Regions from separate parts of the Mus musculus genome. Here all the other regions are linked to region 1. A link is a contact called in public HiChIP or PLAC-seq and promoter capture Hi-C data. All regions are on one chromosome and are shown on one strand. Each heading gives the region's core, a stretch centred on a gene start, on an enhancer-like site or on the middle of the called end of the contact. The rest is flanking DNA. Distances are from core to core; before and after follow the strand shown.

The links. Promoter capture Hi-C pulls out the DNA fragments that hold promoters and counts their contacts. HiChIP or PLAC-seq counts read pairs in DNA pulled down with a chosen protein or histone mark.
Region 2: a promoter capture Hi-C map of pre-B cells shows a contact between it and region 1, with 5 times the contacts expected there. The contact joins the promoter of Cops8 here to the promoter of Septin2 in region 1. A contact is called at or near these places in 2 of 39 promoter capture datasets (neutrophils and pre-B cells) and 1 of 9 other capture datasets (liver).
Region 3: a contact with region 1 is called in an H3K27ac HiChIP or PLAC-seq map of bone marrow-derived dendritic cells, with 11 times the contacts expected there. The contact joins the promoter of Ube2f here to the promoter of Septin2 in region 1. A contact is called at or near these places in 1 of 39 promoter capture datasets (liver) and 1 of 115 datasets of contacts at active chromatin or transcription factors (bone marrow-derived dendritic cells).
Region 4: a contact with region 1 is called in a promoter capture Hi-C map of pre-B cells, with 4 times the contacts expected there. The contact joins the promoter of Scly here to the promoter of Septin2 in region 1. A contact is called at or near these places in 2 of 39 promoter capture datasets (liver and pre-B cells) and 1 of 484 Hi-C or Micro-C datasets (B cells).
Region 5: a contact with region 1 is called in a promoter capture Hi-C map of pre-B cells, with 4 times the contacts expected there. The contact joins the promoter of Ilkap here to the promoter of Septin2 in region 1. A contact is called at or near these places in 3 of 39 promoter capture datasets (hippocampal neurons, liver and pre-B cells), 1 of 484 Hi-C or Micro-C datasets (B cells) and 1 of 9 other capture datasets (liver).
Region 6: a promoter capture Hi-C map of neutrophils shows a contact between it and region 1, with 4 times the contacts expected there. The contact joins the promoter of Per2 here to the promoter of Septin2 in region 1. A contact is called at or near these places in 6 of 39 promoter capture datasets (erythroid cells, hematopoietic stem and progenitor cells, hippocampal neurons and 3 more).

The regions. Positions count from the first base shown.
Region 1 is chr1:93,477,290-93,481,237 of GRCm38.p6, forward strand. It overlaps Septin2 (septin 2), which reads left to right and starts at 1,704. Exons shown (of 13, transcript NM_010891.2): 1 at 1,704-1,779. It also overlaps a transcript of Hdlbp not described here.
Region 2 is chr1:90,601,298-90,605,245 of GRCm38.p6, forward strand. It overlaps Cops8 (COP9 signalosome subunit 8), which reads left to right and starts at 2,128. Exons shown (of 8, transcript NM_133805.3): 1 at 2,128-2,330; 2 at 3,078-3,148. The coding sequence starts at 2,253.
Region 3 is chr1:91,248,243-91,252,190 of GRCm38.p6, forward strand. It overlaps Ube2f (ubiquitin-conjugating enzyme E2F (putative)), which reads left to right and starts at 2,062. Exons shown (of 10, transcript NM_026454.4): 1 at 2,062-2,195.
Region 4 is chr1:91,296,536-91,300,483 of GRCm38.p6, forward strand. It overlaps Scly (selenocysteine lyase), which reads left to right and starts at 1,803. Exons shown (of 12, transcript NM_016717.3): 1 at 1,803-1,913. The coding sequence starts at 1,861. It also overlaps the pseudogene Gm7785.
Region 5 is chr1:91,397,099-91,401,046 of GRCm38.p6, forward strand. It overlaps Ilkap (integrin-linked kinase-associated serine/threonine phosphatase 2C), which reads right to left and starts at 1,725. Exons shown (of 12, transcript NM_023343.3): 1 at 1,553-1,725. The coding sequence starts at 1,607.
Region 6 is chr1:91,457,023-91,460,970 of GRCm38.p6, forward strand. It overlaps Per2 (period circadian clock 2), which reads right to left and starts at 2,306. Exons shown (of 23, transcript NM_011066.3): 1 at 2,151-2,306. Gm35591 (a long non-coding RNA gene) reads left to right here. Exons shown (of 3, transcript XR_003948694.1): 3 at 1-748.

The DNA of each region.
Region 1 (3,948 bases), core at 454-2,953:
AACTGGTTTTCAAAAATACTATTTCTGAGACTGGAAAAGATATGCTCCATTATCTCTAAGTTTAAAGATGTCATAATAGGTTAAGAGTTGTTTTGAATCCATAAGTAGTAATTCACTTAAAAACAAAACAAAAGCCCAAAGCCCCTTTTAGAGCTACATTAAATGACTGCTTTTAAGTATCCCCATAGCTAACATAATTAACAAATTTAGCCTATGGGTACTTTAAATCTTCAAAACGTAAGCTTAAGCAATAGGTTTCACCCAGTGTTTTCCTATTCACACCCGATTCCATAATAGAAATTTAGCTTGTAGCTACTACTAGCTTCAAACAAAATTTTGTGACTGGTTTAACTGGGCTTCAGAAAGTTACTAAGAAAGTGGCTCTTTAAATGGACACCAACAAATATGTGAAGTCATTGTTTGAGAGCTTAAGGTGACTAGCAAAACCCAAAGCTGAAGGGCGAGCCAAGTTGTAAGTGAAGATTATAACCCTCCAATTTTCCCCATGCTTTATCCTTGTCTGTAAAGATAATAAAACCCAAGACAGTCTCCTTTGGTTCAGTTATATCGTATGCAAACACATGCCCAGTCGACCCTCCAATCTTCTAATTCAGACAGGATATGCAGTGTAGCCTCGAGCACTGGGATACTTTACTCAAAGTAATAACGCACAAAAAAACCACTCCCTCACAACAAGGCATGTGTCAGAACAGTTCGGAATACCGACACTGTGCATATCACCCACTAGGGTTGCGCGATTGCTGTTTCTTCTCTGGGGAGGTACTCTAGGGTGTTTTCCTATAGAAAGGCCTTGGTGAAAGGCCTAAGGTAGGAGTTTACGATCGCTGACCAGCCAGGGGACCTCCTGCGATTGAAGGGAAGGACAACCCGAGCCAGGCCGCAGCCCAGTACTGCACCTTCCCAGCCAGCTTCAAGCCGGTCGCAGAGAGCAGGGCATGCCGCAGATCTCTCCGCCCGCCCCAGTCTGAAAGAGGGTAGGGGGCCGTGCCGGCTCCGCCCTCCCCCGCGGGGCATGGGCTCACGACCACACAGGAAGGCCACGTCCCCAGGGACAGGCACCACTCTATGGTGTGCATGGGGGGGGGGAGACCCACGTGACCAGCACGTAGCCAATCCCGGGACGACAGCCCGCCATAGAGACGGCCGCAGAGGCGGCTAGAGATGCCCGCCGGCAAGTCACAAGCGCCCGCCTATCCCGGCTCGGTGTTCCTAGCTCGGTGCTGCCGCCATCTTCCAGGAGGAAAGGATAGAGGCAAAGGGCTCCCTCCCCTTCACTGCTCCGCACTCACGCTGCCACCTGCCCGCCCCCGGTCGTCTCTCGCTCTCAATGGACACCTTATTCCTCCTTAGTAAATATCCTTCCCACAACTCTAGTTTCCCATAAAGCGGAGAATCTCGTTACCTGCTCCTCTTTTATTAGCGTGAGGAATCCAAGCTCATAAGGTAGGAACTGTGGCGAAACAGGAACAAGACGCCATCTTGGTAAAGGAGAAGAGGCTACGCTTGACCTCCCCCCGCCCCCAGCCTCTATATGGCCAACCGCCGTGGGAGGGGCACAGCGCCTGCGCAGAGGCGGACGGCAGGATCGCGTCCACGCTTGCGCTCTGCATGCAACCGCGGAGGAGGGGACTACTCGGGGCCCAGGAAGGAGTTGGCAAGGGGCGGGACGGCGCGATGACGCCATCTGTTCGCGCGCGCTCTACTGGGCGGGGCAGGTCCGTGCTCTCGCCTGACGAGCGTTCTCCGGCGTGTGAGCGGGTAAGTGTGTGGCAATGTGTACCCACTGTCGCGCGGGCTCGAGTTGAGCTGGCTGTCCTGAGAAAGGGCTAGAGTTCTGCCCTCGCCCGGGCCGCCTAGGCGGTGATAACGGGTACGGAAGTGAGCGCGTGGGGGAGGGGCGGCCGCACCCTTAGTCCGGGGCTCCAGCGATGGATGCCTGGCTGGCGTCGTCCCTTCGAGGACAACTGGACGGGCGGCCCCCATCTGGGTGATCCTGCTGGCCAGGTCCAGGGCATTGGGGCGGGCGTGGCTGGGCCCAGTGAAGTTATGGCGCACAGTCCAAATACTATGTGGTGGAGAGTCGGGCGTTAGGTTCACATCTACGAAGCACTTGCGGGGCCATCTTCCCACGTAACGGTGCCATTTCGTCCTAGGGATGAAAAGGACTAGTCACCCTGGGATGTTAATGAAGTTCCCCAATTTAAGGCAGTGACAGGAGCGTTATGGAGTGGTTTGTCTGCTGTGGCCTTCCCCGAGGTAGTGCGACGCTAGACAAAGGGCTGCAGCCCTGTAAGTGACACGGGAAAGGGAGCATGGAGTGGAGGCCTTTGACTGAGAAGCCATGAAGTCTAACTCTGAAGCGGACCGCAGGCCCAGACCACGCCTGGCCCTTTTGTATCTTCCGGCCTCATTTGTTAGTGGCGCCTTGCCTTGTCCTGTACTACGTTTCCAGACTTTCAACACATAGAACTTCTAGTTCAGACCGTTGTGGTCTCTATGGCTGGTTTTAACCCAGTTTACTCCTCGTGTCTGGAGCGCAGTTAATCTCGAACATTCTCTGTCTAATGTTTATCTGTTGTGTAGTTCCTGTTCGCTGCTTGTTATTAGTTAGGACTCTCACTGGATTCGATATCCTTTAGACGGTTTAAGTGTTTCTCTGGCGTCAAATATTGGGGTCCCTACTGTCTATCAAGGGATTTAAGTTTTAGGTTTTCAACCGGGCGTGGTGGCGCACGCCTTTAATCCCAGCACTTGGGAGGCAGAGGCAGATGGATTTCTGAGTTCGAGGCCAGACTGGTCTACAAAGTGAGTTCCAGGACAGCCAGGGCTATACAGAGAAACCCTGTCTAGAAAAAAAACTTAGGTTTTTTGTTTTTTTTTTTTTTTCCTTAGTAGTGAAAATTGTTTTAGTATCTTAGATACATTTTTAAAATCCGTCTTGTTAACATAAGGAAAAACAGGAGTTTTGAAGAGGTCATAAAGGCTGTTTCTTCATGATGCTTCTAATTTGAGACTCCTTATTTTCAATGGCTTTTCTGGTAGTTGCCATTCAGGAATTCTTTGCAATACCCAGCATTCAAACTGTCAGTGTGTGCTGCTATATCTAATTTTGGGGATGATTTTTTTAGTTTTAAAAGTTGTCCTGATCCTTTTTTATCATTTTTCCACCTAGTGTCCCCCCCCCCCCCCCCTTTACAGAGCACCAGAGGTCAGTAAAGAACAAGAGCTTCTCCTTCTGGGTTTGCTGGGTAGCCTAGGGAAAGGAGGTGGGGCCTCCCTCTATTATCAATCGTGAATGTAATTAAGCTCCCTTTGTTTGTGGCTTGCTGCTCCAAGCTCCATTAAGAGTGTTGTCTTGCATAATGTGCTTGTACAGTCTTCAAATCTAAGAAATCTAAATGGCAAGAGAGTCTAGGCTCTTTGGATAAAAGCTCTTCAGGATCCTACACTGAGGAGTCTTTGGGGATTAGGGGTAATGTATACAAATGTAAAAATTTGTGTACATGAATGATGGGTCCTTTGAGTATTCCATTATTATAAATGCCACTTGCAAAAATGGGTCTTGTTCACCTAGTCATCTTTTGACTCATAATTGGGTGATAGTGTTACTCTCTGATATAAAGAAGCCGTGGGTCAAGTGTAAGGAACTTAATAACTTCTGACATCTGAAATATGCAATGTGAAAGAATAAAATTCTAGTTTGACTATATATCTTTGATATGGGGGATCTAACTGATCTTCGATCTGTACCTAGCAGTATGTTAATGGACAAGGTTTTCTCACTAAAAACCAAGTGCTTTAGAAATTCAGTATTCATCTTTCAGTTAACATTTGACATTACTAGGGATGTGTAGTTAGTTCACTTGGTCAAGTGCTTGCCCTGAATGCAAGATTTCTGGTTCCTTATTACATGTCCCGCCCCACCCC
Region 2 (3,948 bases), core at 878-3,377, 2.9 Mb before region 1:
TACACAGTTCCAAGGAGGGAGGAGCCCATAGAGTTACGATATTTCAAATGGTTTCGCTCAACAGTCAGAAGGCTATTAGGTCAGACACACCTGGGCAAGGGCTAGCTGTCAAGGGAACAGAAGACAGGCCAGGATAAAGTACCATTATACTATGAACCTGCAACCCCCCAACCTCTTCCCAACCCCTGAAACGTTAATCAGTCAGTCAATTAGTCTGTAAGGGATAGCTTCTTTATGGGAACTTTTGTTCACATGCGTTTGAGCAGAAGAACAAAAAGGTATGGTGTGTGCTTCAAAGAAAAGACGTTGGGCAGGGAATAGTGAAGGGGGACTTGCTTATCAGGAGACCAGGAAAGGTCGGGCACACCACTGGCCCAGGCTAGAAAGACTTCACTCACCTTGTGTGTGTGTGTGTGTGTGTGTGTGTGTGTGTGTCTGTGTGTGTCTGTGTGTGTCTGTGTGTATGTGTGTCTGTGTGTCTCTGTGTGTGTCTCTGGTGTGTCTGTGTGTGTCTGTGTATGTGTGTATGTGTGCACGCGCACATGAGATGTACACAGGTACACAGGTGATAACACTGTGCTGGTCTGCTGAGCCTGAGGCAGGCAGAGAGAGAAGTGAGAGTTAGGTTTGGAGCTTTTCCAAAAGTTCAAGGCCAGCCTGGGCTACTTAGTAAGACCTTGTCTACCAGTAAGTAAAAGGAGACCCGGGGGCACAGCTCAGTGCTAAAACTATGCACGAGGCCTGTGTTCCAGTCTCCAGTTCTGCCAGAGAAGACAGCAGGGGGCAGGTGTGGTGTCCGGACCATTGCTTGCTGTGTCTGAGCACTGACTAGGGTCTGGCTGGGTGTTTTTACCTCTCATGCCCAGAACTGAAATTCAGGCACCCAGGTTTGCAAAGTAGCAAGGAAACTTTATGCAAAAGCAAAGCCATACTACAGATCAGAAAGAAATATGCTGTCAAGAGTGACCGCTGGCCACATGAGCCAGCATACTCTAGAGCCCCAATTACTGTTTGGGGTTTTTATGAGCTTTGAGAGGAGTCTTATTGCTAAGGAGCACTGCATTCTGTTTTGATTGAAAAATTTTGCCGGACAGTGGTGGCACAAGCCTTTAATCCAAGCACTTGGGAGGCAGAGGCCAGCCTGGTCTACAGGGTGAGTTCCAGGACAGCCAGGGCCATACAGAGAAACCCTGTCTCGAAAAACCAAAACACACACACACACACACACACACACCAAAAACAAAACAAAAACAGAAAAAACAATTTAGTTATGTTACCTCCCTTTTCTATTGTGCATGTCTCAATATGTAAAATTATTGAATTTTATTAAATAATTTTATTATTAAAATGTATTTGATTTTAATCAAAAGCGTTCACAAGCACGCACAGGCAGAAGACAGTAAATAGGAGTTTCTCTCAGCAAATTCACTTAGAAGACATGGTTCACCCTCCTGGGCAGGCACCTAAAACCAATTCAGGCTAGATCAGACCTCCTGGCCTCATAATGCACCTAACTGGATTATTACTGAATAGAATCTGTTCGATGGTCCGCAGAGAGCGAAGAAACTTATCCCATTACTTGGAGAGGGTTTGTCTGCATGCAGTTCCATGCAGGTTGTGAACAGGGGTCCTGGTTTGCTGACAATTGCTAGGTGATTTTTTTTTTTTTTTTTTCAGAAAAAGGTGTGTGTGTGTGTGTGTGTGTGTGTGTGTGTGTGTGTGCGCGTGCGCGTGCGCATAGTAGGTGTAGGTGAGAGTCAGGCTGCTAAGTGAATTGTTAGAAGAGGGGTGTGTGCATAACCCAAACCAAGAAGAGTTTCAGGTTTGGAGTTTCTTGGACTTGTATGTAACACTTTAGCTTAGAAGAAGTACAGTTCAGCGCTCTCGAAACACGTGGAGGTCCAACGGTTTTACTGTTCTCCCACGGCAACTTTGGTTGTGGAAAAATGTAGTCCCGTTATCATTTCCCCGTGCGGATAATCCGAGCCGCAGCCGAACCCTTCCGGATCGCAGGGCTCTGACTCAGAAAGCCGGTTCGTCCTAGCCTGGGGCGGGTCCTCCAGAGCACCGAGACGTTGGGGCAGAGCGCTCGCCGCCCTTGTATTCCGCTACGGCGTCGCTCGGGAAGTGACGACACGCTCGCCCATGCGTACTGAGAGGCAGCTCCTTTACCTCATCGCGGGCGCGACGCCCCGAGGGCCAGCTTGTGCTTTGGTCTGGCAGAGGTGGTGGCGGCGAGAGCGGCCGGGAAGATGCCAGTGGCGGTGATGGCGGACAACGCCTTCAGTTTCAGAAAGCTGTTGGATCAGTGCGAGAACCAGGAACTCGAGGTAGCGCCGCAGGGTGGGGCGGTCGGGTGGGCGCCGTTTCCAGGGTAACGGGCCGGGCCGCGGCCTGCGGGGCGCACACTCCGGGTTCATCAAGAGATGCTGCTTCCATTTGTAACGTTAAGTTAAGTTCGCTAAATAGGCTGGGCGCAGTGGCACAGGACTCCGGTGGGCACACGTCAGGCGGAGGCGAGAGGATTGCCGGTGAATTCGAAGCCAGCTTGAACTATGAAAACCCCAAAAATAAAAAATAAAAATAAAAAAGAAAGAAAAAGGAAAAAAAAAAGGGAGGGCGGGGGCTCACGGACTAAAGGAGACAGCAGCAGCTTGCGGATGAGCCTTTAGCAGACCTTGCTGAATGAATAAAGATTGAAGAGAGACAGGCCTCTATAACTACCTTTTGGTAGTCTTCTGTCTTAAGCTTACTTAAGCTTTTAAGATAACGGCCAGAAAAATAGTGCATTAAGAACCTGTTGGAAGTAGTCCCCCCCCCCTTTTTTTTAATTTGAGACCTGACCTTCCGAGGTAATGTCACTTACATATTTGTGACTATGGAAAGAAACTGATATCCAACTGCAGATAAATGACAGCTCACAACAGATCTAAACTCAGGTTTTAACCTTTGATACTTCCCTAAGCATTTTTCTGCATCTATAGTAGTGCTGGAAAACTTACTTTTTAAGTTTTCATTTTCTCTTTTCTGAAAGTGTATTAGGAAGTGAGGCTTTCCCCTCTTTTTTCGCTCTCTAGGCTCCTGGAGGAATTGCCACACCGCCAGTGTACGGTCAGCTTCTAGCTTTGTACTTGCTCCAGAACGACATGTAAGTAGCACCTTTTACCTAAAACGAAAAGCTTCCTTGAGATGATGCAGGAGTACATGCAGCAGATAGGTGTCTTTTACTGTAATCCTGTTATATCTGTTTCCCTTTTTGTCATAATTAAGAATAAATAAGCTCGATATTTTTCTTGTCGTGTATGTCTTACATACACCTAAAAACATGGTAAGTTCTTGTGAGAAATTAGCATCAAGAACCAATGGAGTTTAAAAAAAAAATCATGTTTTTTTTTTCTTTTTACTTATATTTACTCAGAAACTGGGTGGTGGCGCACACCTTTAATCCTCCCACTTGGGAGCCAGAGGCAGGCAGATCTCTGAGTTTGAGGTCAGTCTGGTCTATAGGTCCAGCTCCAGTACAGCCAGGGCTACACAGAGAAACCCTATCTAAACAAACAAACAAATAAAACCAAAGCAACTGTATATGTACTCAGTAGGAGCAAAAAAGCTGGGGCTGGGAAGGAACACTGGGAGAACCAGGGGAGGTAGACATGTTTGAATTAGTCTTCCTGGGTGGGAGGCAGGAGCTTGAGAGGGCTAGAGAATAGAGGCCTGGTGCAGTTCCAAACCTACTGTGATATTTTTACAGAAACTACACTGAGTTTCTTCATTATACATATAATCGTGTGTCTTACGACTCACTAGGAGAAGGGCTCCAGATTATAACAGCACAGTGTATGCCTGTATTGCGAGGGATACCCAAAGCCTCGAAATGGACACATTGTTTGTACCTGAGTGGTTGTGTGTAAGTCTGTGGTTTGAATGTGTTGTTATGGTTTAGGATCT
Region 3 (3,948 bases), core at 812-3,311, 2.2 Mb before region 1:
TCTGTGCTTCCTGAAAGCTGGAGCTAACAGAAAACTGTTAACTAGGGCTGTTGTGAGGACTATATAAACCAGTAGGCTCTTGGTAAGTCTTAGGTGAACACATGAGGCTCCCTTATGAAATGGACCTAGAAGTGACTCATCTCTTTGCAATGTTGAGAGTCAGGCGTATTGGTTCAGCTGTTCCAGCTGTATCTGCCTCTTCAAGCCCTTATCTTTTCTCACCAGAACTTTGCACAAACTCATGCAGTACTTGCCCAATAACACTGGTTCTGAACACCTGCCATGGGTCCAAAGAAGAGCGGGGAGAGCAAGAGGGGGTGCCGGGGTGAGGAGCCGTAAGAAAGTGCTGTTTAAGCTTAGGAAAACAAGACAAGCGTTAGCTGAGCAAAGGTGTTTTCCTGAAAGAATGAGGCAGCTTGTCATAAAGAGTTCACTTGAGTACTATAATGGCTATTCCTGGTTATCAACTTGACTATATCTGGAATGAACTACAATCAAAATTGGAGGACACACCCGTGATCCAGATGTTAAGGCTGGAAGACACAAGTTTCTGATCTGGATCACAATGAAAATCCCTTAATATAGAGAGACATTCCATAAGCTCTGTGACTCTAGAGGACGCTGATTAATACCAGTACCATCTCTTCTGTGTTTGCAACCTCCCTTAGATCAAAAGCCTTATTTGTTTGTTTATTGAGACAGGATCTCACTATGTAGCTCAGGTTGCCCAGGAATTCACTATGTAGACCAGTCTGGCAGGTCTGCCTCTGCTTCCCCAAATGCTAGAATTAAAGCCGTGTACCACTAGGCCTGGCTGCCTTTTACCCTTTCTATCTGTGCAGGAGTGTGTATCTGATGGAAGCTTGAGCGTGTGTAGCCATGTGCCACATGGGGTGGTCAAAGGATAACTTTCTTCCACTTTTTTGTTTGTTTGTGTTTACAGGATCTCATTGAGTAACCTTGGCTTGTTTGGAACTCTATGTTATCTAGGCTGGCCTCCAACTCCTATGTGCAACCCAGCTCTGCGGGGGATCTCTTCCCCTCAATGGAAGTCAGGGTACTTGGTCCTAATCTGAGGACTCCTCTGCCTCACATCTTCCCGAGTTTGGAAACAGGTCCTCATGCTGACAAACGCTTTACTCCCTGAACCCAAGTGCCTCATTTCAAAAGAAATCTTAGGGTCTAGGGTGTGGGGGGAGGGGGGAGACGGGGGGGGGGGGGAGGCGGGGGGAGGGGGCGGGTAGCTCAAAGGTAGTGCTTTGCATGTGAGACCTCCTGAGATTCATTCCCCAGAATTGCTAAGAAAATCACTGGAAACCTGACGCTCCTTGTTCTTTTCCACAGAAAATATCCTCTTTCCAAGGCCCTACCTCTCTAGGAGTCTTGCCGAATTCTCTCCCAAAGTAGGCTATCTCCAGTCCCACAGGGACTGAGAATGCATACCACACGAGCTGCAAGTAGGATGCTGCACATGGAACCCCAAGGCCTCAGGAGGTAGGGTCTCTCTACATATCTCTGGCTGTCCTGGAATTCACTATGTAGACCAGGCCTTCCTCTTGTCTCTGAGCGCCGGGACTGAGGTATGCGCCGGAACTCCCGGCCTGAAGTAGATTTTTAAAAGTGCATATAGGAATATGAGAAATTAAAAAAATAAGGAGCAGGAAGAGTGTCCTCACACCCAGCAGCCACCTCTAACTATCCCATGGCCTTAACGCAGCTGCAAACCGGTCGGATTCTTTGCGTTCAGGAATGGTGCCGGGCACAGGAACTTAGCTCCACCAGCAGGCACTGCACTAGTACGATATTCCTAGGGAAGCAAGCCGCTAAATGAATGGAAACAAACCGGAAGGCCGCTAGGCGGTCGGGGATGCTTGCGCTTCGGTGACCAATCAGCAAAGGTCTTGACACATGGCCCACCCTCAGGCCGTGCTCTTCACCAATGAACGAGGGCCGACTAGTTGACCTGTGTATGTCCTGTGACTGTCCACGAGTGGAGCTGCCAATAAAGTTCTTTTGTAGCTTTGAATTTTTTTTTTAAAGTGCCCACTGCGGTCACGGCGCAGTCCCCGCCCCGCCACTTCCGGTCTCGCCGCCGGGAGCCGGTGCGGCTGTGAAGGCCAGCGCGACTCAGTGCCGCTGCTCCGCCGGGCATGGTTTTGGGTGCCGGCTCGCCTCGCCTGACTCGCGGTGCTCAGGTAAGCTGGTCGCGCGGGCTGGACTGAGGCCGAGGCTCCTGTCGCCGAGCGCCAGGCCGGACCGCGAGGTCGGCGGCTGACGGGAAGCGCTGGGCGGGCAGCGAGCCCCGGCGGCTCTAGAGGGCCGGGCCGAGGCGGACCCCGTGCCGCCGCCCGCAAGGTCACGGTGCGGAGCTCGGGCCGTCCGGGAGGCCGAGGCCGAGGCCGCGGCGGGGAGGCCGCTGCCCCTGAAGGGAAGCGGGAGGTGGACGCGGCCCGCCACGGCGACGGCGGGGAGGAGGGGCGGCCGGCCCGCCTGGCCCGGTTCGGTCCCTGACCCGGTTCCGCGGCGTGTCACCCGGGGTGTGGCCTTCTCCTCGGCCGGCTCAGTTTCCTCCGTCTCCGGTGGGCATTGGACCCACTCCTCGGCGCTGCCGGTGGGTTGGAGTTGCTGGGGAAGGCTTCCCGGAGGGGCTCTTGGCCTGTGGGTAAAAATCTGCTCTCCTTAAGAACCTAGTCGGGCTTGGCGGTGAAGGGAAAGAGGGCATCCCAAGACCTGGTTATCAGATTGAACCGAAGGTTCCAGAAATGAGCAGGGTGGTGTTGAAAAACAGTGAGGTGGCTGGGCCTGGTGCCGAGGCTTCCTAGCTGTTTGGGCCGAATGTGGGGAGCTGGGCAGTAGGCAGAGTCATAGGAAATTAAGGATAGTGATTGTGGGGAGCTTCAGGAACAGAATTAACAGGAGTACCTGGACAAAATTAACTTGATATTCAGTACCCAAAATCAAAGATGAGCTCCAGAAGTGGTCAGTCAGTAAGCCTGGCAGGTTAGATACCCTTGGACACTCATGCTGTACGGTTTAAGTCCCGATCTGTTTCTTTCAGCTTGGAAGGTTAAACGGCCCTAGTGGCCCCTAGTTCTCTTAAATGGCTTAGATTGGAGCTGTCAGTGAGGAGTTAGCCTCACTGTGAGCCAACTGGCCCTGCATAGGTCACACCAGCCTGATTTCAGCACAGCACATAGGAATGCTGAATAAACATGACTTGATGAGACTGGTAAATAACAAGTTGCAGTCCTCTTTGGATGCCCTAAAAGTTGGTCCCACCCAGAGGAGGAACTAACTGGGCCAAATACAACTTGTGGAGTTGGAAACTGAGCATGCTGTTCAGAATAGCTGATCGGTTCCCAAAATACTGCCTTAGTCACAGTGTGATTTTCGAGCAAAGGGAAGTTTGGGTCAAAGTGGGGTTTTCCAGAGGTGGGACGTGTTGAGGAGGGAACGAGAATTCTGAGGCAGCTTCTACCCTTTTGATAGTTTGAGTAATTTTTTTTTTGTTTGATCCCTTTGTGGAGATTTAATTTTCTGATTGTGGGGACATTTCCAAATGGAGACTTTGGTTTATTCCCTCCCATGCTAGTGAAAGTGATACAGATGATAGAAAAATAGGTGGATACTCTAGTCTTACCTGCCTTAGAATATGCGTGTTGGGTTTTCTGTGGAGACACCACTCGTGTTGTTTTCTACTCTGCACAGTCTTTGCACAACATGTTCTATTGGAAAAGCCTACAGCTTACTGAAGATTACAAGCTAGGATCTACACCTCGAAGAGTAGAGCAGGGTACGCCCATCCTCTGCCTCCGATAAAGCCCAGTGTAGAAGAGCAGTGGAGAGCATTAAGAGAGCCGGTGGGCAGCCATGGCAGGTCTGAGCAGCACAGTGCAGGTCCATAGGGTGAGGAGCAGCTCTGTTGTGACCACTAGGGGACTGCCTGCC
Region 4 (3,948 bases), core at 553-3,052, 2.2 Mb before region 1:
TTAAATGTGTTTCCTGCAGTCAACTTGGCCAGCATTCATGTCTCCGCTGTAAGGCTTGTTTCTGTGATGAACATACAAGGAGCAAAGTGTTTAAGCAAGAAAAAGGAAAACAACCTCCTTGCCCTAAATGTGGGCATGAAACACAGGAGACAAAGGATCTTAACATGTCAACACGCTCCTTGAAATTTGGCAGGCAGACTGGAGGAGAAGAAGGGTATGATGCGTCGGACAAGTATGGAGATACTGGATACCATGATGAGGAGGAGGAGGATGAAGCAGAGGATGAAGAGGAAGAAGATGGGAAGGACTCAAATGCTGAGTCATCAGATCTGTTCAGTAACTTGAATTTAGGAAGGACCTATGCCAGTGGCTACGCTCACTACGAGGAGCAGGAGAGCTAGGAGCTGCCCCTTGTTGGCACTTGTGGGAAGAGCAGGCTGAATCTGAGGATGCTCAGACGGACCCTCCCTTGCCTTGTCCAAAAGGCCAGTCACACTGGGCTCGGGAGGTTCTAGCAGTTTATAGGGATGCTATGTGAACTTGCAGTGTATGTAAAGTGAGTTAGATGTATGACAGATGGAGCATCATGGATTGGGTTATTACTGAGTTCAATAATCGGGTGGGTTTTGCCAGCTAGAAACATAATAAAATACACGATAAAGGAATAGAAAGCAAATATATTTATTTGAAATTAAATTACCGTCTTTATTAAAGGCACTGCTTATAAATTCATGTCTCTGATTTTACAAAGTGTAATGGGTAAAATTACCATATTCTTTTTCTTATTTCAATCCATACAATGAGAGTCATGTTCAGTTTTTCACTGACTTCATGCTGGGTAATGTTCACTCTGCATTAGCGGTTGCCATGTTCACCGTTTTCTTACAATGTCTATCCAGTGCTTGTTACTGTCTCACTGACAGACAGAAGTCTAGCTGTTTTCATCCACATAATGGCAGGCAGGACTAGTGTTGCTGATGCTTCACCCAGAGAATCTCATTTTACAATAAAGTTAGCATTATACTTGAAAAATAAAAAATAAAACACACGTTCAGAACTCACTTTGTAGACCAGGCTGGCCTCGAACTCACAGAGATTGGCCAGCTTATGCCTCTGGAGGGCTGGGATGAAAGGCCAGTACTACTACTGTCCTGCTTCACGCCTTTCAATTGTTTAAAAAAAGATTTTTATGTGTATGAGTCTGTTTATGCGTCTGTCTGCACTTACATACGAGCACCATGTGCATGCCTAGTGACTATAACCTTCCATAATTTTAACAGCCCTGCTTAGCTCACCTCTGATCTAGATCGCCTCAAAAGTATCAACACATAACTTCCTAATTTCAGGCAATTAAATCATTCGCGAAGGCGGATGTGGGGTATCCTATGTCCAGCGAGCACTAGCCGCCAACCCTTCCAGGCGCTCAGTCTTGGCTGCTGCGGTGCCTCTCATTGCACCGCGCATCCTAACACTTTTACTTCCATGAACTTTGCGGCGACCGGTGAAGTCACTGGTCCTTCTGTCACTAGTGACAGCCCAGGGAGGTGGGCTCCCAGAGCACGGTGCCAGTAGCTGGAGCACCCAGATGACTCGCCATGAGCGGCGCGCGCTTTGCCGATGACCGGTTAGATAGGACCGGCAGCGCGGTGGCCCTACTAAGGTAGTCTCCAGCTCCGTCCCACTGCCACCTGACCCCACATGACCAATCAACCAGTCAGGGGCGGAGGCAGGGCCCGTGCGGCTCACAGATTGGCCAAAGCGCGAAGCGCAGCCAATGCGGATACTCCGGGACCCGAGGCTCCGCCCATTCAGAGACTTCGGGGCGCTCAGGCTTGGGGTGACCTGCCGGCGATCAGGGGGATGGACGCGGCGCGAAATGGCGCGCTGGGCAGTGTGGAGAGCCTACCCGACAGGTGCGCTCCCTTCAAGGAGCCCGCAGGGCCTAGGGACACCTGGGGGACCTCAGTGAGTGTATGGTGAGGCGGGAGGAAGGGACACGCAGAAGCGTCCGGCCACAGGAACCGGGAGAGAACAGGCTACCGCCCAAGCTGAGGGCAGAAGGGGGCCCACGGGTGACAACTGTGCCGAGTGTGGCCACATCATCCTCCCGCGTTTCGGGCTTCTTCCCAGGGAATGGGCTCTTCCTGGAGGTTGGAACTGGCAGCCGAATCGCGATTATCTGCGTTTTACAAGAATCGCCGCTGCTTAGAGTCTAGGATGGCGTGGCTGTGGGACGGGGGGGAACGGGGGGGGGGGACGGGACTTTGGGGCCCATTTGACCACCCGAAGGTTTAAAGTGGGCTTTGGGGCGGGAACCCTAGGAGCACCAGGACAGTGGGGGAGACCTGCCTTCTCTTGCTGTCCACTGGGCTGTGGGACCTCCTCCCCTGGCGCGCAAGGAACCGGAGGTCCTGGCTCAGCCTTCTCCCACCCAGGAATGTGTTATACCAGAAGCCCCCTCTCCATCCCCATCTCATTTTTTTCTTCTTTCTCTTTTCTCTTTTACCCCCGGTCCCTCCTCCACCTCAGCCCCATAAGGCCTCGATATGTAGTCCAGGCTACTCCTGCCTTCTCCGATATGGTGGAACTTGCCTATAATCCCAACACTGAGGACAGGAGGATTGTGATTTGGAGGCCAGCTTGGATCACACAGTGAGAACCTGTCTCATAAAGGCCTAAGCCTGGTGGCTTGAGCCTATACCAGACGTTTATTAAGCAGTTTCACTTTCTCTAGGAAGCCCGCTAATAACAGAGTCAATCGCTGATAAAATGCAAACCATAAACCAGTTCGGCCAAGCTATAGATGGGAAAACCAGTCACTTGGCAGGCCTATGGGTGTGCAGCACTTTGGGGGCTCTTTATTTCTAGGAAGGAACAGACTTGGGACACAGGCAAAGCCTGCGGCAATGGGAATTCCAGCCCCAGGGTGGTCAGGTAGGTCCACATTACAAAGCCCAGCCTTGCAAGATCAGGTGACTGCGTGGCACTTAAAGCAAAGATAGGAGATGAAAGCTTCTTCCTGCCTGTTCTGCCGTGCTCCCCTGGACATAGTTGGGCAGTGTGTGCTGGCTCACCACTGCATCGGCTTGAACACTGGTTTGATGTAAAACCAAGTGAAATAATGACTGTTTTCAGGCCCGATTGCCTACCATAGAGATTTCCGAAGGTCTGGGACCCTGGTGAGAACACAAGCAGATAACTCTCCTTAGGGAGGGTCTCTGGGGCTTTGAACTCTGTGTCCTGTGGATGAAGTTCCTACATAGGAAGACAAAGCCTGCTTGTTCCTGGAGCTGCTCATCACTTGCTCCCTAGAGAGGACACTAAGCATGTGACTCTTGGGTCAGATGATGAATGGGTCCACAGCGGAAGACAGGGAGGGAGGGAGGGAAGGAAGAGGGCCAGGCTGCGTGCGGCCTACAGTTTCCAATCGAACCCTGGAGCCTCATCCAAACAGATCTGCTGAAGCACAGACTTTAAAAAGTTTAGGTAGAGTGGGGGTGGGGCAAGAAAAACTGAAAATGCAAGTTGCCCCAGGGAGAGACCTGCCCAGTAAAAGCCAGGGAGGGGACAGCCATAGCCCTGGGAAGCCTCCAGCAAAGATGAGTACAAAGCTCCTTCCTAGAGGCAGTTCCTGGAGGACTGGAAGGGGCAGATGGCTCCAAGTTGTTGGGAAATTACCCAGGGGAATGTGGGACTCCCCAGCCATTGGCAGATCCTTCCTCCCTCCCTTCCTGGAGTTGGGCCGCATCTCTGGCCTCCAGCCATCAGTCAGCCTCATGCTAGGGGAGATTATGGCCATCTTGTATGGGGCAGCTACTGGGTGACTGGAAACCATGGTGTCTCCCATCAGGAGGGAGAACATGGAGAGCTGAGGTCTAATAGCCTACCTGGGCCTTCACTCTAGATGCAGAAGACCCTCACTGTGGTCCCCCAAAAGAGTATTGCTGC
Region 5 (3,948 bases), core at 475-2,974, 2.1 Mb before region 1:
GCAGTTTCCATTGTCCACACATCTTCCTATAGTATGTGAAAATGACTAGACTTATTTCTTAATTGCTCCCAGTACTATTTTGGAAAATTTGTTATACTTACCCATGCATGAGCAGGGTCAGTATGCAATTTAGTCTTATTCTTATGACTACATAACAACCAACACCATTTACTAAAGCAAAGTATGGTGTCGGAACATGGTCTGAGAATGGAGTCCTGTGAGGAGAATTCTAAGTGCCTGTGAGAAAACAAGACAAGAGTCTTGTGACCTCAGTTTCTTCAAAACACATAATTATTCTTGGAATGTGTTTTTGTGTCTCCCCCACCCCCTGTAGTGGATAGGAGTGAGTTTATTTCAGATTACTCAATATGTTTGGGGGGGAGAGGGGGAGAGAGGGAGGGAGGGAAGGGGCATGGGGAACGCATGTATCTGCTAAGTCCCAAGTTGAGTTTAAGGTTTTAGGTCATGTCAAGAGAGCCTTGACCACGGAGAAGACCCAAAATAACTTTGGATAAAAAGCAATAGGGACTACTAATGATGACAGATTTCTAGGCACATCTGGCAATCCAAACTCTGGTCCGAGCACATTCAGACACAGGTTATACTCCAGTGACAGATGCAAGGCTGCCTGTATGAGGCCAGCTTTACTCACAACTGTAACGGTGGTTATCTTCAAAAAGCATGGCTGAATCAAACTCAGTCTCAAGGCCTAGTTACTTAGAAGCTTCTGTACCATCAGAGTGGTTGGTGGGGGTACGTAACGGTGCCACTACCAGGAACAACTGCAAAAAGAGGACACTACAAAGCATCTCAGGAGTCTGGAGGTGCGCAGGTTAAAAACCAAAGCACAGGTGTGAAGAGGACAGGTCAATACCTTCTCATAACCCCAAGCTCCAGCATTCTTCCATGCTAGCCCGTCCCGCTCTGCCAAGCTGGAGATCTGAGCCCTCCCACTTTTGAACATTGTTTCCTTGCCTAGAATCTCTGGAAACCATCAGCCGAAGCCCTCGCTAAAGGCCGCCTCCTTCCCAGGTCTTTCTCACTAGTCTTCGGGTACCGTTACTCCGGACGCTTGGCGTTTCCCACGGTTTTTAACCTATGCCTCTGCGATCAGAACTGAACTCTCTGAAGGCAAAGGCTGGGTCCTCTTCACCTTCCTATTCCGTGCCAAAGACCTTCCCAAAACGTGGGCTGCAGACGCCACCCCCCATCCCCGGCCTCGGTTATCTAGCCGTAGCGCCCTGCATTGGCTGTGCAGGCGCCCCGCACCAAGGGGCTGGAAGTCGGAAACTTGTTAAGTTCTCGGGGTTTCCAGGACGCAAACAGGCCCGGGACCAGGACATTCCGCTGGGAGTCTTGCTGTAGCCAAATTAAAGCCAGAGTGCCCCGACCCTTCGGCGCGGGACTTCGTGCGTGTGCCACGCGAGGCCTGGACAGGGACCGCGCGGTCGCTGCGGCCTCGGGAGCCACAGGCCGAGACTGAGGCGGCGGTGGCGCGAAGATGGCGGAGGCAGCGCATCCCGGCGCCGCCCTTTTCCCCCGCGCCGCTTACCGGCAGATGGCCGCGGCGCGCGCTCGGGCTCCGGCAGGTCCCCGAAGAGGTCCATGGCGGCGGGGCAGTGGAGCGGAGGCTCCGCGCTACCCTGGGCGGCGGCGGCGGCGGCGGCGCCGTCACTCACCGCGGGAGACCCTGCCAATCGCGCGCCGCCCAGCCGCCGCCCCAGAGTGCTACGCGCGGGGGCGGGGCGGGGGTGGGCTGCGCAAGCGCACGGGCGCTCTTGGCCTGGGCATTAGGTCCCGTGATAAATTGTTATGGCGTTTCCCCGGAAAGAAGGGAGGAGTGGCGCCGAGCCTGACATCCAGACAGGCTTTTGGCCGGAGAGGCGGGTCTGCACCTGTCCACTGTTCCCTGTGTGACCGAGCAGGCAAAGCACCTTCTGACCGCCCGGGAGCAGGATGGCGCCCAGCGGGGTCTCAGCTGTCCCACTGGGATAGAGACCAGAAAAAAACACCATCACTGGCCAAGCCACAAAAGTGACAAACATCCCTCATCTCAGCCACCAAATTTATGACGCTTTACCAATTACAAAGTTGTGTTGTGTATTTTCCCTGGTCTCAGAAAAGAGCCACTCATGGAATTAATTCCTCTTCCTACCATACAATCCACAAAGACTTCACTTCCTTAAAGGTACCCAAATTTATTGACTACACACCCCAATCCTACCAGCCCTTTCCAACACCACCTTACCTGTTTTTTTTGTTTGTTGTTGTTTTTGGTTTTTTTGCCAGTGTTGTGTGGACTTCTTGGTGCAGTAGGTAACAAGTCATTGCTTCCTTGCAAATGTAGACCAGATATTCTCTAGCTGCAATAGGTGGATCCACCCAGCTGACCTCCAAGCCACTGTTTGAAGTTTTTACTGCACTCAGACAGAACTGTCTCTTCCTTGACAGATGTAGGATTTTGAAATAACAGCACTTTGTCTTTTGTCCATATATCTCATACACTTCTCAGCCCATCCCAACTTGATATCACTATGTTTTTAAAGCAGCTCTTGCTAAGTGTCTTAGGGTTTCCATTGCTGTGAACAGACTCCATGACCTAGGAAACTCTTATAAAAGACAACAATTGGGGCTAGCTTACAGGTTTAGAGATACAGTCCTTTATCATCATGGCAGGAAGCATGGCAGCATTCAAGTAGGCACGGCGTTGGAGGACCTGAGAGTTCTACATTTTCATCCAAAGGAAGCCAGGAGCAGACTTTCCTCAGGCAGGTAGGAGGAGGGTCTTGAAGCCCACCCCTAAAGTGACACACTTCCACCAATTAGATCACACCTCTTCCAACAAGGCCACACCTCCTAATAGTGCCACTCTGAGGGCCAAGCATATTCAAATCACCACACTAAACTTGATTTCCCACTCCTGCAAATAGACTCGTCGGCCACCATTCCACATGAATTCTGGCAGTGTTTGCCATGTGGCCTGTCTTTCCCTCATATGTATGGACATCTCTAATCATTACTCCATCTCTACCTGGTTTACAGCTCAACTTCTGGCTGCTAAATAAAATCTTTTGTGGAGACAAGAACTTGCTCAGTAGGCCAGGCTGGACTTGAACTCACAATGCCTCTACCTCCCCAGTGCTAGGACTATATATAAATCTCTGTCACCACCCCTGGCAATTGGAATTCTGACCTGACCCTAAGTTCTCTTCTGTTCTCTTTCCCTTCATAATCTCCATGCACACCAGGCTTGAACTGCTGCACCTTTGGACATGACTCGTTAATTTTCCTACCACCAATAGATCTCTGGGTTCCACTAAGTGCCAAGAACGGGTTATGGGTAATCACAGTACCTCAACTCCCTGACAGATTTCATTTTCTCTCCTACAAATCTTTTCCTTAGTCTGTTGCTTGACTTAAGATACTTGGGCAGAAAGCATGGCAATAGGAGTATGTGATAGGGGAGGGTCTTCAGTTCATGATGTATAGGAAACAGAGTGGAAGGACATCAGAAAGGGACCAGGATAACATAATCCAAAATGACAAGTTCTCAGTCACCTACTTTCTTCAGTATCCACTTCCCACCATCCTACCACCTGCCAACAATCTATTAAAATGTTAAACCTGCCAATGAGTTAAAACTTTCACTAGGTCAGAATCTTGTGATCTAATTGTTTCAGAAAGCACACACTCTCCTGCCCTCCCCCAACTATGCATTTTACTAATTCTGTAGACATCTGTTAATCCAGTCAAGTTGCCAGGCAATGGCCGGCGTCACAATGCCCGTGTGCAGACACTGGTGTGGACTTAAGTTTTCTGCTTCTTTGACTAGACGAGAAGAGTATGTTTGTTTGGTTATATAATGAAAGCATATTTAGTTTTGGAAGAAATTATCAGTGTGTTCCAATGTGGTTGTTCCATTTTACCTTCCCACCCATCCTGGGAGTG
Region 6 (3,948 bases), core at 1,056-3,555, 2.0 Mb before region 1:
CAGGGGGCAAAGACACTTGCTGCAGAGACTGGACAACCTGAGTCTGAGCCCTAGAACTAAGGCCTTCAACTTGTCCTCTGATCTCTCCACACACATGATACATATACACACAGAAATAATTAAATTTTTAAAAGTCAATTGTGTGGCTCTCTCCCTGCTTCTAACTTGCTCTAGACTCTAGAGTTGCCTATAGTGACCGGCTTGTTAGGATCATACTCCATGAGCAAAAGGCTTCACGTGAGGGCCACATCCCCAGTGGGAAGTGCCATGGCTTGGGGACAGGCCAGCAGAGGCTCTCTGCACCCACTTGTTCTCCCAGGAGTCTGGTGCTAAGCAGCTTCCCACAAGCATTGGGTGAAGAGGGTTCCGCAGGGCTGTGGGCTATGCGTTTCTAGTCACTTAACACAGTCATTTTCAAGGGTCACTCCAATATCTAGTGAGGCTCTTTCTTCTTTCTCCATGCTCAGCCATTCACCAGCTCCTCAGAGCTGGAGCCGGGGGTCCACTGAGATTGGAGGAAATTATACCATTATAATAGGCTCCCATACCTCTCAGGGTTTTCTAGGTTTGGAGTTTGAGAGAGGAGCTGTATAAATATCAGGAACCTCTCCTAGTTCATTTAAGCACAGCAGCTACGTCTCACACAGGGACGTTATGTGACACCAGCAGGGTTTCACAAACTTCTCACATCTTAGTTAGGCAGGTGCCTGAGAAAAGGGTCTGCAGATACAGAACTCCAAACGTGCACAGGGCCAGATCTCAGAGACTGTCTCAGATGAGGAAACTGGAGCCCAGGGTAAGCCGAGGTACCCAGTAGCTGCCAGCTGGCTGATGCAGGGCTCCCTCATTGCTCAGTACTCCAGCCTCCACACACAGCCTGAGCTGCGCCACTTATGTACCAATGAATCACACCAAGATGACAGTGACAGATAACTGCAGCCACCCACAGTACCATTCCATTCGGGCACACTGTACAGCTACCATTAAAATAAAGGAGTCCCTGGCTTTCTTAGATTCCAACAACGTACACAAAGTGGTGCTTTCCATATCTTAAAACACACACACACACACACACAAAACCGACTTTTTTAAATTAAAGCCTTGAGGCAGACAGACTCTGGTTATCAGACGAATCCGACCTAGACTCCAGAGACTAAGACAGAGTGGACATGCTTCCCTTCAGGTTTGCACCTCTGGTAAGCATGTGGACCAAGGAGGAGAAACAGATCCTGAGACTGCCAGGCCTGGTTTTTACAGTGGTACAGCTTGCCAGCCTGTGGCTGTGCCTCTTCAAGCTAGGGGTTACCCTGGATGATTTCCAGGGAGCCTTCTGGCTCCCTTGTTCCGTATGAATCAGCTTTCCAAACTGGTTCCTTGTGTATACGTTACAGAAACCCTGGCAACCAGGGTTCTTGCAGAAGAAGCAGGCCACCGCCCACCTCTTGGTCCATGTCTGTGCTTGGCAGCCAAGGTATGTCTCAAAGGATGACGATGTGACTGCTCCAGCTTAAGAGTGGACCTCTCCCCCCTCTCCTGACATACTCCCAGTCCATCTGGAGACAGGAAATACTGGCGTGGAGGATGCCACGGAAATCAAAGTGGGTGGACAAAGTGGTCTCCCTGACATAGGGGCGGGGAGGGGCAGGTGTGGCTTGGCACTGGGTATTTCTCTGTTTAACCCCTTTCCCACCGCTGGGAGTCAGTGCCTACCAGTGGTCCTTCCCCCAGGGCCAGACTTGACTCTCTGAACTCATAGCAGGAAGCCAGCTCCTTAGGGGACCCTCTGGACCCATCCTAGGAACAGTTTGCACTGACCCTGGCTTCCTTGGACAGCACCATGGGAGTCGGCGTGCTCAGTCTGGTGTCGTGATCACTCAATGTCTCTGTGTCCTCGGACAAGATGCCTAACTAATCTCTCCGACCTCAGTGCCTAACCTGAGAAATGGGGACAGCAGTGTGAACCTGGAAAAGGGTCACCGCGCAGTTCCATCTACATTCTGCCGAGTTGCAGCCGTTTGCACAGTCGGCAACTCCTGGCTCAGGACCCCAGCTCCAGCTGTCCGAGCCGCCGGTTACGTAAGACGACCACGGCCGTCCAGGTCCGCGCCACCGCCCAGCACCGCGCCACCGCCCAGCGCCGCGCCACTCACCGCTTCGCCGCGTCAACCCGCGCGTCTGTCCCTTGCTCGGCCCGTCACTTGGTGCGCTCGGCCTGCGCCGCAGCCGCCCGGAGCCGCTAGTCCCAGTAGCGCCGCTGCCGCCGCGTCGCCCTCCGCTGTCACATAGTGGAAAACGTGACCGCGCGCGCTGAGCCCGCCCCTGCGCGCGCCATTGGTCGGAGTGCCACCTCATTTGCATACTGGCGGGGCGGAACCTGAGAGCTACGCTCATCAATTGGTGGAGACGCCCGTCGCTCTCTTTACATAAGACGCACATGGAACTCCATGTTCGCCGCCCGGGTTCCTCAATGAAGATGCTGCGCGCTCTTGCGCCCCCCCGCGCCCGGGCGAGTAGGCTCGTCCACTTCCGGCCTGCGGGACTTCCATTCACCTGGCACGGCGGTGGCCCGCTCGTGCAGCCCCGGAGTGGCGCGTACCACTGCGGCGCGGGGGAATGGTGCTTGGCCGCTGCGCAACTCACAGCCGGCAGAGACCAGGGCCACCGGCCTATCACCTGCGACGACGTGACCAGCCTCGGTAATCCGAAGGACCGAGAATGCTCTCTGCTGACACCTTTCGCTCATCCAGCCCAGTTCATTCATTTCCCCTCTCATTCATTCATGGCGAGACGCTTGAGGGCAAATAGGACGGCCCCTCTGGATCTGCTGCTGAGCACCTTCCCAGGACAGGCTGGGTGACCCTAGGACAGGCCCCCCAGGCTGACCGTCATTCCAGATGGGCCAAAGCACAAAACTCCCACTTAGCCTTTCTTGTTTCTGAAACTGCGTGTTGCTAGTTAGTGTTGATTCAGGAAATAAGGTCATAATTGCCGTGCAGAGATACAAAGGAAAGAAGTGATTTCTTCCTGCCCTCAATCACATAGGGAGAGAAGACTGACGTTCTACAGGGAAGCTTAACCAAATGCGGTGGTGTAGTTTATTAACCTTACAGGAACTATGGAAGCGGGGTGTGCATCTGGAACAGCAGGGCTTTTCTGAAGTGGAAGCTACAGACACTAGCTAGTCAGGGGAGGGTACTCCTCCAGTGATAGGACAGCCCTGCCCCTGTGGAACCTTGGTTGAAGCTATTTGGTTCTTTCAAGAGCACTGTCTGGAAGCCTACTAAAGCGTTCAGGCTCCTGTCCAAAGGGTCAAAGGAGGGAGTAGAAGTTTCCTCGGAGCGGGTTTGAGGCTGACAGAGAACAACCTAAAGACTCATGCAAGGTGTGATGGAGAAGGCAAGCTTGTCACGTCTTCCAAGGGTAAAAAGGTCATTTGTCATTGCCAGGGAACTTGAAGCCTAGTAGCATCCACTACTCTGAATCTTCCCCTGGGGTGTCCTAGGAACCAGGAATGGAAAGGAGGCAAACATTAGCAACAGAAGTCTGCTAACAAACTGAGCTGCTGGTGTACACAGCCGGCTAACCCACATTCAAGAATTCCGTGTGGGAGCTACTTCTTTCTGTCTGCCTGGCAGGACAGGCATGCAATTCCTCAGATGCAGATGGGGGCAGAGACTAAGTTCATTTCAGCAGCCCTTTCCAAAGAAGCCCTGGGAAGCCAGATGTTGACTCACACTGCAGGGGGCAGGGCAGCACCTCTGGTTCCTCTGACACTGACACCTCACCACACTCCCCAACACACACAAACACTGAGCAGAGCTGGGCCAAGCTGCACCCTGCACACACCCAAAGGGCCTTTTGTTTCCTCGCTTACATTGACGGCAATGGTGGCTACATTGTTCTGGAAACAAGAGTACACAGCTCATCCACCTGGCAGAGTCTCCTTCA